2 separate regions of the Neogale vison genome follow, and region 1 is linked to region 2. A link is a contact called in public Hi-C data. All regions are on one chromosome and are shown on one strand. The core of a region is the stretch at or near the end of the contact, and the rest is flanking DNA. Distances in the headings are between cores, read along the strand shown.

Region 1 (7,017 bases), core at 4,440-6,939, 66 kb before region 2:
TCTTCCAAGGCAATTGCCGGGGCATCAGAGAGCCTTTTGTCCTGGATGACTTCCCATCAGATGAGTTTGTGGGTACGAATGTGTTTCAAGATAAAAAGTAGCTGACAGTGACCCTGGACTTGATGCGAATGGCCTCGCTCACATTCTTGCCATCCCGATGATGGGCTAGCAAGCATTGTGCCGGCCCCCATCTGCTTCAGAGGCAAAGACTCAGCTTTCGTGGTACAGTGAAAAGAAGAACTCAGGTCTGGGGATCTGATCAACCCGGTTTTCAATCCTAACTAGCTGTAGAGTTTCTCAGCCTCTCTGAACCTGTTTTCTCCACCACTATATGGAGATAGCAATATCTACCTCAAAGTTTTGTTTAAAAAAAAAAAGTGGAAAGAGAATCTTAAAATTTAACCACGTTAGTTCGGCCTTCATGTGAGGCCCCAAGATAATGGATAACACATCCCCAAGTGAAACGCAAGACCACTGAGCGAGGGCTGCCAAAGGTGGTGTTGAAAACTGCTTTTGTGGTTCTTTGCTGACCACCCACCTCTAGCACATTAAAAGAAAAAAAAAAAAAAAAAAAGAGGTGGGAGAGTTCAAGAATGGAACCAGGGATTAGATAGGAGATTTCTGGAAAGAGCTGTAAGTACCTTGAGCAAGTTTGTCTACTCTTTCCCTTAACTTCGGCCTGGGAAAAGTGGTTTCCATGGGGGTAGTTCGAGAGTTTGTGTTTTCCTATCATCAGGGGAGACAGTGGATTGGACTCGGACTCCCACTGCTAAGTGTAAAGAGCAAAGGCTGGCTGACCAACTATTCTAACAGCAGAAGTCACGGGAGCTGGCTCTCCTGGGGCCATCCGCCTTCTCAGAGTGCATCAAACAGAGGATACAAAGCTGTTTCTCTGAACCCGATCTGGACCACATGAGAGGGAAAAAGTCCAGATCATTCTAGACCTTGTCAGAGGGCCCTGTAGAGAGAGTAGACACCTAAGCAGAAAGAGGCTGATGGTGTTGGCAGAGGCCGAGGGGCTGGCAAGGAGTCATAATCAGCCAGCTGGAACAGAAATGCATTTACCCACATCAAGGCATCGACTGTATGGGGGAGGGGGATGGATTTCCTCCAAAGAACCCACAAAAATGCCTCATGAGAAAACAAGCAAGGTTAAATGCCTGCCAGGCCCAGAGAGTATTGACCCTGATTTTTCAAGTCTGTAGTAGTCGAGTAAGAGCTTTCCTGTGCCCCTTCCCTTCTCTCCCTCCCTCTATCCCTGACAACGGACAGGTCAAATATCTGCAATGGTTACCAAGATGAAGAAGAAGTGATGTTCCAGGTAGAACAAGAAAAAAGAAACTGACCTCATTCTCACTGCTGGAGATTGGCCAGCCGCAGTTCCAGGTCCAAATGGGTGGTGAGAAAATCACTTCCTTTCAATGAAATTTGAAGTCAATTACTGAGCAGAAATGATGTTTTGTGAGTTAAAATAAATGGGAAATTTCTTATTACCCAAGAGAAAACAGGAGAGTAATGGATCTCATTCAAGTTTTCATCAAAAGGGGTGGATGAGAGTTAGCCCTGCAGGAGGGCTAGTGAAAGTCATTTCTTCGGTATACCCCATGAGTCTCACCTGTTCAAGGTCATACCTACAGGACATGACATATTGCATCCCTTGCACACAGCTAGACTTGAGTACACCTGGATTTGCTTCCACCATTTCTTTAGGCCTGGTTGATCAGCACAATGGGCAATGTTAATCAGCGAAGGTATCTTTAGCCAGCTACTGTGTATCTGACCTGTGTTTCCTATCTGACCCAGAAGCAGGAATAGGAAGAGAAGGTCCAGTCTTAAACCTTAGAGTTATCCCTTAAACCCCTTAGGGATATCCAGATGGGATGACAGAGACCCAGAGAGGGGCATTGGCTTTCCAAATCCATTGTAAAACTAGATGTGGAACCTGGTTCTGTTTCTTTCTTCTTTTATACCTGTACCATTCAGGCAGCCTCCTCCTAGAAATCTAAGACAAAGTGGAGTAAAGTGCTAGATTGGATAATTTGATGGTTTCTACCATTTATTGAGTACCTACTATGTATCAGATCCCTTATGAATGTTAATCCTGATTCTGACAATAACCCACCAAGGTAGGGCATCAGTAGCCTTTACACAGATGAGAAAACTGAGGTCCATGAGGTTAAGTGACTTGTCCATAGTCACATGATCATTAAGGAGTGGAACTGGAATTCAAATAAGTCAGTCTGACTTCAAAGTTAGTGGTTTTATTATACAACCTTACTGCCTCTCTTGAAGGCTGCCGGAATCAGAAAAGAGAAGGATCATCAGATCTATGGTCAGACTGGGTCCTCAGAGCCCCAAACAGGGCCCAAGCCATCCCACAGTGCCATCTTTATGGAAAAGAACCAGTCCAGACTGACCCAGAAACTCATCAACCATCCCAAAACCAAGACCATTGGCATAGGTTTACACTTTACCAGTTCTTTCCAAGAAACAAAAAGTAATGCAAATTTTTAAAAATTCATTAAGCAGGGGCCCTGGATGGCAAAGTTGGTTGGACACCTGACTCTTGGTTTTGGCTCGGGTCTGGTCTCAGGGTTGCGGGATTGAGCCCTGCAGTGGGCTCCATACTTGGCGTGCAGAGTCTGTTTGGGCTTCTTTCTCCCTCTCTGCTCCTCCCTCTCATGCTGTCTCTCTCTCTCCCCCGCCCCTTTCAAATAAATAAATAATTAATTTTTTTAAAAAAATCATAAAGCGGTGTGAATAATTTTTTAATTAGTTGGCAAATCATGTGCCTGAGGGTGCTTCATCCTCTGAAGTGGATATTAACTTTATTAACATTTATTTCTCTTGAAAGTTAAGTTGGTTCTTTGTGAAGGTGGGTGCGTGAGAGTGTGGTAAGTTTCATTTCATTTGCCAGGAATCTTGGCTGAGGTTTACAGAGAAAGTTACTTTCAGATTTTTCTTCTGACGGTGAACTTGGCCTCCCTCACTCCCTGGTGAAACCCAACTCTTTGGAGGCGGAAACAGGGAATAAAAAATAAAAAAATAAAAAAAATTAAAGAAATAAATTAGAGGGGGAAACAACTGCAGAATAAATAATCCTCTTAAAAGAGTCACTGGCAGACACAATGGAGAGGGTCCCAGACAGGGGTAGTGTGGTTCTGGTTGGGTGAGTCACGTACTTGTTGGCTTTCTGACCTTGCACAGATGGCCTACCCTCTCCCAGTCTCTTGTCTCCCTGGCTGTGACAAGGCGAGATAATCCCTGCTCTGAGGCCCCACTCGGGTTCGGGTGGGATATCATCTGATAAAGTGATTTGACTTTTCAAAGCACAGTCCACACTGAAAGCTATGGAGATCCCTGACACCTGGACTAAGGTCCTGGGGATCTATCCCTGGAGCCAACCTGACATCAGCAAGGGAAGCTTCAGGGTGGAAAAGGGTCTCTCTGAGCTGAATTCCAGAAAGGGCCCCTGAAGGAGAGCTATGGCGTGGGAATGTGGGTGGGAGTGAATGTGCTGTGTGTGTCTAACACAGGTCAACCTGCACCGGCGCCCCTCAGTGTGTACCTCTGATGGCTTGTATATACACGGGCGAATGTGAATTCCTGAAACAGTATTGGGGCAGATGGGAATATCTATTCATTCCGTAGGTGAGTTTTGAGGATTCAATAGGTGCTCTGTTCTAAGTACTGGGGATCCAAGTGAGAAACAAGATACACTAATTTCTGCATGGGGCCAAGAATGTGTATTAGCAAGTTTGAGTCCTTATGTATATGAGGGAGTATTCATGAGTATGTGAGGATGTGTGTGTGAACACACACATCCGTGTATATGAGGAAGTGTGCATTTGTGTGAGTCTGCTTATGAGTGGGAGTCTGTGTTTGTATGTGTGTGTGTGTGTGTGTGGTGGGAAAGAGAGAAAGAATTCTTGGCCACCCTAGAGGGTATCAAATTTTGTTAAAACACCAGAAGGCTTGAAAGGCCCTGTGATATCATCTCATCCATTCCTTGACGTCTAAGATAGAGAATCTGAGGCCCAGAGAAAGGAAGCAGTGTGTAGAAGGTCAGCCAGCAGCAAAACAAGTACCAGAATACACATCTGCTAACTCTGAGCGCAAGGGTCTTCCCCACTGAAGATGTGTGAAAATGCAAATGTAATTTAATCGAGGGGCTGTAGGGAAGAACCTGGGGGACTGAGCAGAAACATAGACCAGGCAGAGTATGGAGGGGAGGGATGGGTAAGGAGGCAGGTGTACCTGTCCATGTGAGGGGGATGAGGCCTGCTTTAGGGAGAGGCGAAGAAAGGAGAGAACAGACAGGAGGCTTGTGGCCTGGAATCAGTGGCCTTTGCACCCGTTAGGATGTGGAGGGTAGGTTTTCATTCTTTGGATGGTTTTCATCATGAGACACTTTCCCTTGAACCTGGAAACTGGCAGGAACCTGGGAGTTCATACAAGCATCTCATTAAAACCTCCCAACAGCCCCATGAAGTGGGCTTTTTTTTGTCCATGCTGACAATGACACAACTATGGCTCAGAATGGGGAGGTCACCGAAGAGTGAAATAGAGAACTCGCCTTGTTTTCCTAAGCCTGGTGTCCGATTTATCTGTCATAAGACTCTCTGGCTCTGTCACTCTTTCTAGATATTTCCTTCCCTTACCTCTATTCCCATTTCCTCAAATTGCTGACTGAAGTCAGGACACCAGAATCTGACTTCCACACTGCCAAACTTTCCTGAGATTCCCACTGCCAGCCCCTGTGGAGGCCCTGGGTGAAGATCAGAGCAGCCAGAACCTGAACACCCCACCCCCTCCTGAACTGGGAGTTCCCAAACTGGTCACTCTGATGGCTTGGGGCTATGCCAACTCCAACACTATCTTTGCCTTCCTCACCAGGTTGGTTGCCAAGACCCCAACGTGCCTTTGCTCAAGCTGATCCAATTTACTACACTGGAGCTGATTTCTCCTGACTTTCTGTTCTGAGTCTAACCTCACTCCACCCTAATCCCTGAAACTAATCCCTGGCCCCACTTGAGAGTGAAAATAGCCTTCTCCCCCAAGTGCACGGACATCGAGACACCACAGGTACTTCCTTCCTGACCAGAAATGCCGTCAGAGAACCCAGTAAGGGCCTGGTCTGCTGCTCTCATCAAGGTCCCCCCAGCATCCCCTCCAAAAACATAGCTGGAGAAAACACACCCAAGAAAGTTGTCCGGAAGTAACCAGTCGTCCAAATTATTTACTGTGCCCTGGAACATAGCCAGCTAGAGGCTGGTCATGCAGACACTGGGAAAATATTTATGTGGGTCCTGATGGATGCTTGGCCAGTGAAGACTGCCCACTGTCGTCTTTCTTTCTGCTGATAAGGCAAAGCTACACATGTCAGACAGCTCTTAGCAGGGCCTGGCGGCAGGGGTCTGGCATTGGATCCAAGTGAGGTTAATGCCTATACCCTAAGGACTTGCTTTCAGTCCTTTCTCTGCCACCAACTAGTTCATACCCTCCCTGGGCCTCAGCTTCTCCATCTGTAACATCATGGAGTAAACCAGATGACTCTAATGTCTCTGGGATCCCACAAGATTGCGACTCAGGAAGAATCAGATCTATTTTCCAGATCTGCCATCACGATGCCATTGGCTCATCACAGAGCTATTTTTCTTGGCATCCTGGAAACGTTCCTGAAATTCCAACATCCAAGAATTTCTCTTTCCACTGATCCAGTTTCTGCAACCATGTGGGAGAACTCCATCTGGAGGAGGAAGATCTGAGCTTAAAATAAAAGAGTAAAATGGAAGAGGGGAAATTGAGTTCAAGCGGTGTTTATCATGCATCCAATATTTGCAAAGCTTGATGAGGACAGAGATGTGCCCCCAGGTCCTGTTCTTTAAGTGAAGAGCTCACTATAAGGCAGTGGGGAGGGTGGTTCACAGACTCTTCTTTTCCGCAAATGGACCCTCATGTTTCTTCCTTCCCATAAACTTCAGTAGCTCTGTCTGCAACCCTCCCTCGCTGTGCAAATCTGTCATTGTCCGTGTTCATCATGGGCTCATTGCTTCGAGAAGTTTCAACCTCCTCAGCTCCCCTCTACCTTGTGGACAACCTGACCTCATGGGTCCTTCTCTATTTCAGAGTCTACAGCTACTCCCTTCAAAGATCTACTTGAGGTGATAAGATCATGGATATAGATGCAGGACAAAGGTTCAAGAGCCCCCAGGGTTTTTTAAACGCTGTCTCAACTCAGGGATTCCTGTGACTTCTCTGAGACGCTTGATTACATCTTAAGGCCTCCTGCGTACGTCAGTTTCCCTGGATGGGAAACTCAAGAGTAAAGGAGTGAAGAGCTCAGATGTGCCAAGCCAAGGGGGTGTCGAAGGTCAGTTTTCTGTGTGTGGGAGTCAGTTGGTGGGTGGAGAGAAGCAGGACAGGAAGCTAAGGAGGGGACAGTTGTACCACTTGAAGAGCCTCAGGTGCAAGGAAAGGAGGTCCTGACTTTGTATTTCAGGCCCCAGGGATATAACAGTTTTCAAGCAGAGAAGCAAACTGTTGTCATTGAAGATGACTCTGGGGACAAAGAATCCATCCCAGGTACAGGAGCTCCTAACGTCATCAACAATGATAATGGCCGCTTACATGTGATTATCATCTCTATAAATCTCAAAACAAAACTTCCAAGCAAACTGATTTATTCCTAACATCAGTCCTGTGAGTTAGCTGGCCTCATTCCACTTTCACAGAAGAGGAAAGCAAGGCCCAGTGTCACACAGACCTGTCCCCTCTGGGTCCAGGGCTGTTCATCACAACGCACATCTCCGGACACTCTGTCAGTGGTGAGCGTCTACACCGACCTTGGTTTTCTGCCCCAGGTGGGGGGTCTGGACTAGCTGCTCTCCGTGTTACCCAGCCTTGAGACTAGAAAATGCTGTGACCCAGAGGCAGGCCGGCTGCCTCGTGGGGCTGCCGAGCTGAGCCGTGGGTGGTCAGGAATGTTTCAGGACTTCCTGGGACCAGTGTTCCAGG
Region 2 (6,914 bases), core at 1,022-3,521:
CTTGTGTCTTCTAACTCCCCATGTCACCCTCCCTCTCAGTGGAATGAACTCCTCCCCCCACCTCTCAACTGTTTTACCTCATCCTTACTAAGAGCAGCGGGAGCTCTGGAGCCTCGGGGAGCAGGGATTCTTTAAAGGACTTGTCTTTTGTCACAGCTGCAGTGCTCAGAGCTCTGTGTGTGGGACACATGGAGCCACACTATTCTCTCACACCATCCAGGCACTCTGGCCTGCTCTGCATCTGTCGCCAGATGTGTGCTCGCTGAGAATGAGGTGGGTCTGGATACCTAGTTGTTTGAACCATATGAAATTGCCAACATTAGTTATTTCTGATCTATAAAAACAACAATCTCATTGGTTCAACCTGCAAGTCTCTGGTATCACTGTCCTTCCCTTCCGTGTTCTGGTCCCCAGCATGGCCGGAAGACACAACTTCAGGTCCTGCCTCTGGCCTTCTGTTCCAAGGTCCCTCCCAGGAGTCTTCACTGAGCCTCCAAGCTGTGTTAGGAGACCTTCCTCTCTGTTTGTAATCTGCAGTGTACTTTTGTCTGTCCTGGCACTCATTGCCTGATTTTAACTGCCTCTTTGCATAACTGTCCCTGCCTTTCTCTCTAGGCTATGGGCTCCTGACAATTCTACCTAATCCCATACTTCAGTCTCTTTTGTCAGCATAGGAGGAATTAGTGAAGTTTCATTTAATAGCACTAAGCAAGGGTGCCTGTGACTCAGTTTCCCCACTTGCTGAAAATGGCCCAGAAGCCTGTGCCCTGCCCTTTGGTTATCTCTAAGCTTCATTCACTTCTCAGGAAGAGAAGGTTGGTTTTAAGAACTCTCTCAATTCCTGTGGTGTAAGGTTTGGGAGTATGAATCTTCCCAGTTCCCTGGCCATTTACAGGGATCCTGGGCAGGTCCAAGGAAGTTAATGAGACAAGACTGTTTAAATGGAGGGTGCCAAGGAGTTGTGAGGAAGACTGCTTTGTTGTTTTGTTTTAATTCAGCTAGAGTTTGCAGAGCACCTACTAAGCACATGCCAGTGTTAGCCAGGAGCAGTGTGATACAAAGTTGTAATTACCAGTTTCCCTGGTTTCCCTTTGAGTGCTGCCTTCCCCCCCAGTCTGGGAGTGCCTGCTCACTCCTGCTTCTTTCGCTGTTAACTCCCGCCAGGACCTGCGCATCAAATGCTTAGGGGATGCTGGTCCGCATCCCCGAATTCATCACCCAACCCTGTCCACGGAAAAGCCCACTGAAGTTGGCCGAGCGGAGCCTCGGCCCGGGCGCCCCCTGGTGGCCACGAACGGAAGCTACGGCTGGCGGGGAGCGGGCCAGGGGAAGGGGGAGCGGTGGGGGAGGAGGAGGCACGGGCAGGGGAGGAGAGGAAAAAGTTGCGCTGGGAAGTTTGGAAAGTGGGGAAGTGGCTGCTATGGGCTTCGCCTCCCTCCGCGCGTGTGTGAGGGAGCGAGCGAGGGAGCGAGAGAAGAGCGAGCGAGCGCCTGCCATGCCCATCAGACCCCGCCTCGCTGCGCCCGGGCGCGGAGCTCGCCCCGACTCCCTGCGGCCCGGCCCGGCCCGGCGCGGCCCGGCGCGGCCCCGGCCCCCCGCCCCCCGCGCCGGGTCCTCCCCTCCCCCCGCCCCGGCGGCCCCAGCCCCCCGCCCGGCCCGGCTCCGCGCCGCTCTCCCGCCCTCCTCCCTCCCTCCCTCCCGGCCGCGGAGCAGCATGGCGGAGCCCGGGCAGCGGCCGCGCGGCCGCCCGCCGCCCCTCTGAGCCCGGCTCTGGGGCAGCCGGGCGCCCCAGACCCGGCCCCCGCCCCGCCGCGCCCGCCGCAGCACTTGTCCCACCGCGCGCCCCCTGGAGCGCCGCGCACCCCTGGGACCCTTGCGCGCCAGGCTCCCCGCGTAACCCGGGACCCCGCGCGCCCTGGGAGCCCGGTACCGCCCCGGGACCCCGCGCGCCCCTGGACCGCGACGCAGCTCCGGGACGTCGGCGCGCTCTGGGACCCGCGCGCTCTCAGAACCCCGGACTCAGCCAACGGGGCTGCGCGCCTGGGGAGGGGCCCCGCCTCAGAGGGTCCCCCTCTTCCAGCAGACGGAGCCCCGCCCCAGAGGGACCCCCAGGTCCGGCAGGGACACCCAGCCCCGCCCCAGAGGGCTCCCAGCATCCCGTCGCTGGAGCCCCGCGTCCCGGAGGAACCTCCGTGCCCAGCTGGGGGCTCCCCGCCCCGCCGAGGGGGCGCCGCCCAGGAGGGTCCCCGCGCCCCGCGGGCCCCGGCAGGATGCACGCCGCCCTGGCGGGGCCGCTGCTCGCCGCCCTCCTCGCCACCGCCCGCGCCCGCCCGCAGCCCCCGGACGGAGGACAGTGCCGGCCGCCCGGATCGGTGAGCGAGCGCCTGCCCAGCCACTCTCCCGGCTGCCCAGCCACTCCAACCCGTGGGGACGAGGGCTGGGGGGTCCTGTCCCCGCACCCACCTCAGCCCACCCGCTCCATCTCCGCTCGCCGGGCGCTGCCTCGGACGCCTTTCCCCGGCTCCTGCCGCCCGGGCTCCAGCTCCGCGCCGGGAGCCGAGATGGGGCGCTCCCTCTCCAGCTCCTTCTCCACACGCTGACGCTCTCGGGCTCTCCTCGACTTTCGCTCCTGGTCCTGCTTGGACGTTTCCTCCCTCTACCCCTTTGACTTGCTTCTTTCTTACTTTATCCTGTCTTTACCCTTCTGCTTGCTCTCTGCCTACTTCTGACCCTGTTTCTACCATCCCTTGTCCTTTTCTGTTCTGACTTCCATCAGACCTTTCCTCTCCAATTTCCACTCTGTCCCTCTCACAGGCTTCCCTTTCCCCCGTTCCTCCCACTCTAACCTAAGGCAAACTTTCTCTCTGGTGCTGGTTCCCATCTCTCTCCCTCTCCAGTCCAGGGCCCAGCACCCAGTCTCCCAACTGCCCCCATTTCACTAAAAGGAGGAAGATTCCAGAGGAGAGGAAAAGGAAGTGCCAGGGCATGCTGGCCTAATATCTCCTTGGGAGCTGAGTAATTACTGGTTCTTCTAAATTTTCCTTCTCAACTACAGAATCCCCTGATTTCTCTCAGTCTCCCTCCCTCCAGGTGTAAATTGATGCATTGAAAATAACACTTATTTGGAGGCCAGGGAACAGGAAAAGGCTTTGTAGGGTCCTTGCTCACCGCTGGGTTAGCAGGGAGTTAGTTGACCTTGGGCAAGGTGCGCCTCCAGGGTCCTGATTTTTGCAGGAACTGGGAGGTCGGTGGCCAGCTGGGAGCTCGGGGCGAGTCTAGCTCCTGTATGCTAGGATTCACGATTTTTAGTTGTTAGTAAAATAAGGTAATGATCTCCCACCCACCTTGTCACACAGTTTTCATTTGTGCTGGAATCAGGCAGAAACATTTTATAGGTTGACCTCGGGCTGCAGGTGGTCAGTAGCCCATCCAGGGGCTTTTCTGGTTGGAAAATGACTTTGCCTGGGAGAAATGATAGTCTCTTTCTCGTGCGCTTTAAGTCCTGGTCCAGTGCTAGATCTGGAGAAAGGACCTCTGTGTCCATGCCCCTCCTCACCCCCCACAAACACTTCTCAGAGCTTCAGATCTTAGAAGATGACAGAGTTGGAGTTGAGGCCAGGAATAGAGTTTTAGGGGAGGAGTCCGAAGCCCCAGGGTATGTACATTTCTTGGGACTAAGTCCGAGTATTTAGCCTGCAGCTTTTAAAGTGCTTTCTCATCTGTGGTGGAGCCAAGTAGCATACACTCCAGGCCTTCCCTCTGACTAGAACGCCGGATCCGCCCCGGTGAATGGGAAGTAGCTGTTTAAATAGGTGTGCTATTTTTAATAGGTGTTCTGCTTTCAAAGTGCTCTTGGCATGTATCTTCTAATGGCTGGATTTAAAAGTTATATGACTTCCTCCCTTCTTGCCAGAGCAGGACTCTTGGTCCCCCTCTCCCCCACCCTCCACACGCAACACCACCGGGGAAGGTTTGGCTTGGCCGGGCACGAATGTTCTCAGGTGCTGCGGCGGTCCTTGGCCCTCACAGGGAAAGCTAATCGGAACGAGAGCTTCCTTTGGTGCGTGCCTCCTCTGTGCCTGGCGCTGCTCTTAGGGCTCACTAACGGGTGTTTTATCTTGTCACCTTCCCCTGAGGTGCTGCTCTCACCCCCATTTCACAGATGGGGAAACTGAGTCTGTGGGAAGAGGAACACTGTGCTTAAGATCATGCAGCTAAGACAGGGCAAAGGCGGCATTTGAATGTGGGTCTTTCTGCTTCCGAAGTCCTTGCTCTTGCCCTGAGCCCTCGTGGGCCTCTGCCTCCCCACCCACCCCTACCCACGTCTCCCTGGGCTACCCCAGGTTTCCTGCACTGCCTGCAGCCTCACTGCCTGCCTTCTCTCCCACTGCAGCAGAGGGAGCTGAACTCCTTCCTGTGGACGATCCGGCGCGACCCCCCGGCGTACCTTTTTGGCACCATCCACGTGCCCTACACGCGCGTGTGGGACTTCATCCCAGACAACTCCAAGGCAGCCTTTCAGGCCAGCGCTCGCGTCTACTTTGAGCTGGACCTGACCGACCCCTATACCATCTCGGCGCTGGCCAGCTGCCAGCTGCTCCCGCACGGCGAGAACCTGCAGGACGTGCTGCCGCGGGAGCTCTACTGGCGCCTGAAGCGCCACCTGGACTACGTGAAGCTGATGATGCCCTCGTGGATGACGCCGGCGCAGCGGGGCAAGGGGCTCTATGCCGACTACCTGTTCAACGCCATCGCGGGCAACTGGGAGCGCAAGAGACCCGTGTGGGTGATGCTCATGGTCAACTCGCTGACGGAGACGGACGTGCGCTCCCGCGGCGTGCCCGTGCTGGATCTCTACCTGGCCCAGCAGGCCGAGAGGATGAAGAAGAGCACCGGGGCCGTGGAGCGGGTGGAGGAGCAGTGCCACCCTCTTAATGGGCTCAACTTCTCCCAGGTAGGCGCTTGGCTGAACCGGGCAGCCCTGCTGTCCTTCTCTCCGATGGCCTTTCTCCTTCAGGCGCCTTCCTATGGGAGAGGCTCTTTCCTATGGGAGAGGCTCTTTCGGGTGGGGCGTCACCTCTCGGGCGCCTTGAGTGGCGGGTTGGGGGCAAGCTGGTATGTGCCAGAATTCGGGCTAAGAGTTGGGGTGTCTGCTTCTATCTCAACGTGCTACCTGTTGGGTTTAGGCACTCCCCACTTGCTGTGCTTGCCTGAGCGGAAAGAATTTTCCTGGGAGCATCAGAGTGAGGAAAACAAAAAGAGCAAAGCTGCAGGTTTGTGTCCAGCTTCCCCGAGGCCCCCGGGGTCTCAGGAGCAGGAGGCTGTCCTGAGGCGGTTCCGTGAGCCCGCCTGGGCAGCAGCGTGTATGGACAGAGGGTGCGCAGAGGGAGTCGTGGTTCCTGCAGCTTTGGGGGCAGGGGATGTGTCGTGGACCCGGTGCCCATCCAGGCAGGGGATGTGTCGTGGACCCGGTGCCCCATGACTCTGGCTGGCTGTTGAGGGTTAAGCACTGCTGAGTTGCGCACCCCATCCACCAGCCTGGGCCTGCTCTTGCATGGCTCTAGGCGACCCTCGGACTGCCTCCCTGGGCCTGGAGAAAGTCAACAAGGAGAGTTTTGGGGTTAATAATTTCAGAGCAGTGTGTTCACTTAAAGGTTGACAGTTCTGGTTTCTGGACCTCGAAAGTAGGGGCAGTGGGGGAAGGGAAGAGCTTTGGAGGTTTAAAGTCTCCGGCTGCCAGAGACCCGATCCAGCAAAATGTCATTAAAAGCCCCATCTCCGTGGGCAGAGGTCACTTGTAACTCACTGGCCCCAAACTCAGCTCGGAGACCCTGGGAACAATGAGTTCACATCTGTGCCTGGAGGACAGGCTGTCAATCTGGAGACGGGGGCTCCATGTCAGGGCTGGTGGCTCCGGCAAGGAGGCGCAAAAACAGGGCTTGGGCCAAGGAGCCGGGTGGGGTGCAGCCCCCAAGGCATGCTTCTCCGTTCAGGAGGCAGCCTCATAAGTTGGCCAGGCTAGAAACTACCACTGGGACCAGACCTGCTTGCCGCTCCCAGGATGTGGCAGACTCTTCCCCAGGGAAACAGTGGCAGAAACCGATCCCCCTTTGGAGATCTTCTGGCCTTTGTTTTTCCAGGGGAAATGCAATATTGTCCCCGGGGAGGTAAGAAGCCAGATTGATTTGCCGGCCAAATGAAAGGCGGGTTTGTCGGTTCTCCTGCTGGCTCTCCCATAATTGTGGAGTCCTTACCCAGAGGGCCCCAGTGGCAGGAATATTGGGGCAGTTAGTCACGCCCCGCAGGGTTCTGACTACGCCTGACTCCTTCTCCATGGGGGAAAATCCTGTGCATTCTCTGGCCCGGGCCCTGAAGCCTCTGCACATAGCGGCTTTCTCCCTCTGAAGTGACTTTTCTCTTGCCAGCCTCGGGAGCTGATATTATCTGTGTCGGGCTCCACAGTGCTCACCGCCCATCTCATTTTGGAGGCAGGTTTGTGGGAGGCCTCTCTGTTCAGAGACCTCACGTCTGGCCTCGATATCTTTTTTAGGCCGGGGAGGTGGGGCATCTGAGATCCCTGTCCGTACCCTCTTTGTACCAACCACAGAGGAATCGGAGGAGAGCTAGAGGGAGCCTAGAGAGCCCTCTGGTGCAAGAGCCCCTGGCTTTAATCTGTCTCTGTTAAAACAACAAAACTATCTTTCTTCGGTGTCTGGAAATGCTGCTGTTCAACCAAATGACGGCTTTGGTAGGTTGAAAACATTTGCTGGCAAGTGTGTGAAGTTACGTTTTAGGAAAAGTTCCCGAGAGCCATTTATCGGCCAGCAAGGAGCCCGCTGACAGTCTCCAAAGCCCATGTTTGAAGATCAAACGGACTCAAATCTCTGGTTTCAAAAATGCGCCCACCCCATCCA

Evidence for each region. A called contact is a pair of places that touch in the nucleus more often than the background predicts.
Region 1: a Hi-C map of fibroblasts shows a contact between it and region 2, with 5 times the contacts expected there. The contact joins the enhancer-like site here to the promoter of TRABD2B in region 2. A contact is called at or near these places in 2 of 3 Hi-C or Micro-C datasets (fibroblasts and tongue).

Annotation. Positions count from the first base shown.
Region 1 is chr2:38,047,118-38,054,134 of ASM_NN_V1, reverse strand. No RefSeq gene overlaps it. Among named protein-coding and RNA genes, the nearest start is that of SLC5A9, 52 kb to the left of the region's middle. Within about 2 kb of position 5,689, the one cell type or tissue checked has open chromatin away from gene starts, as enhancers often do. A contact at or near this core is called in fibroblasts, where this site is marked.
Region 2 is chr2:37,977,567-37,984,480 of ASM_NN_V1, reverse strand. It overlaps TRABD2B (metalloprotease TIKI2), which reads left to right and starts at 2,271. Exons shown (of 7, transcript XM_044238186.1): 1 at 2,271-2,372; 2 at 4,394-4,954. The coding sequence starts at 2,271.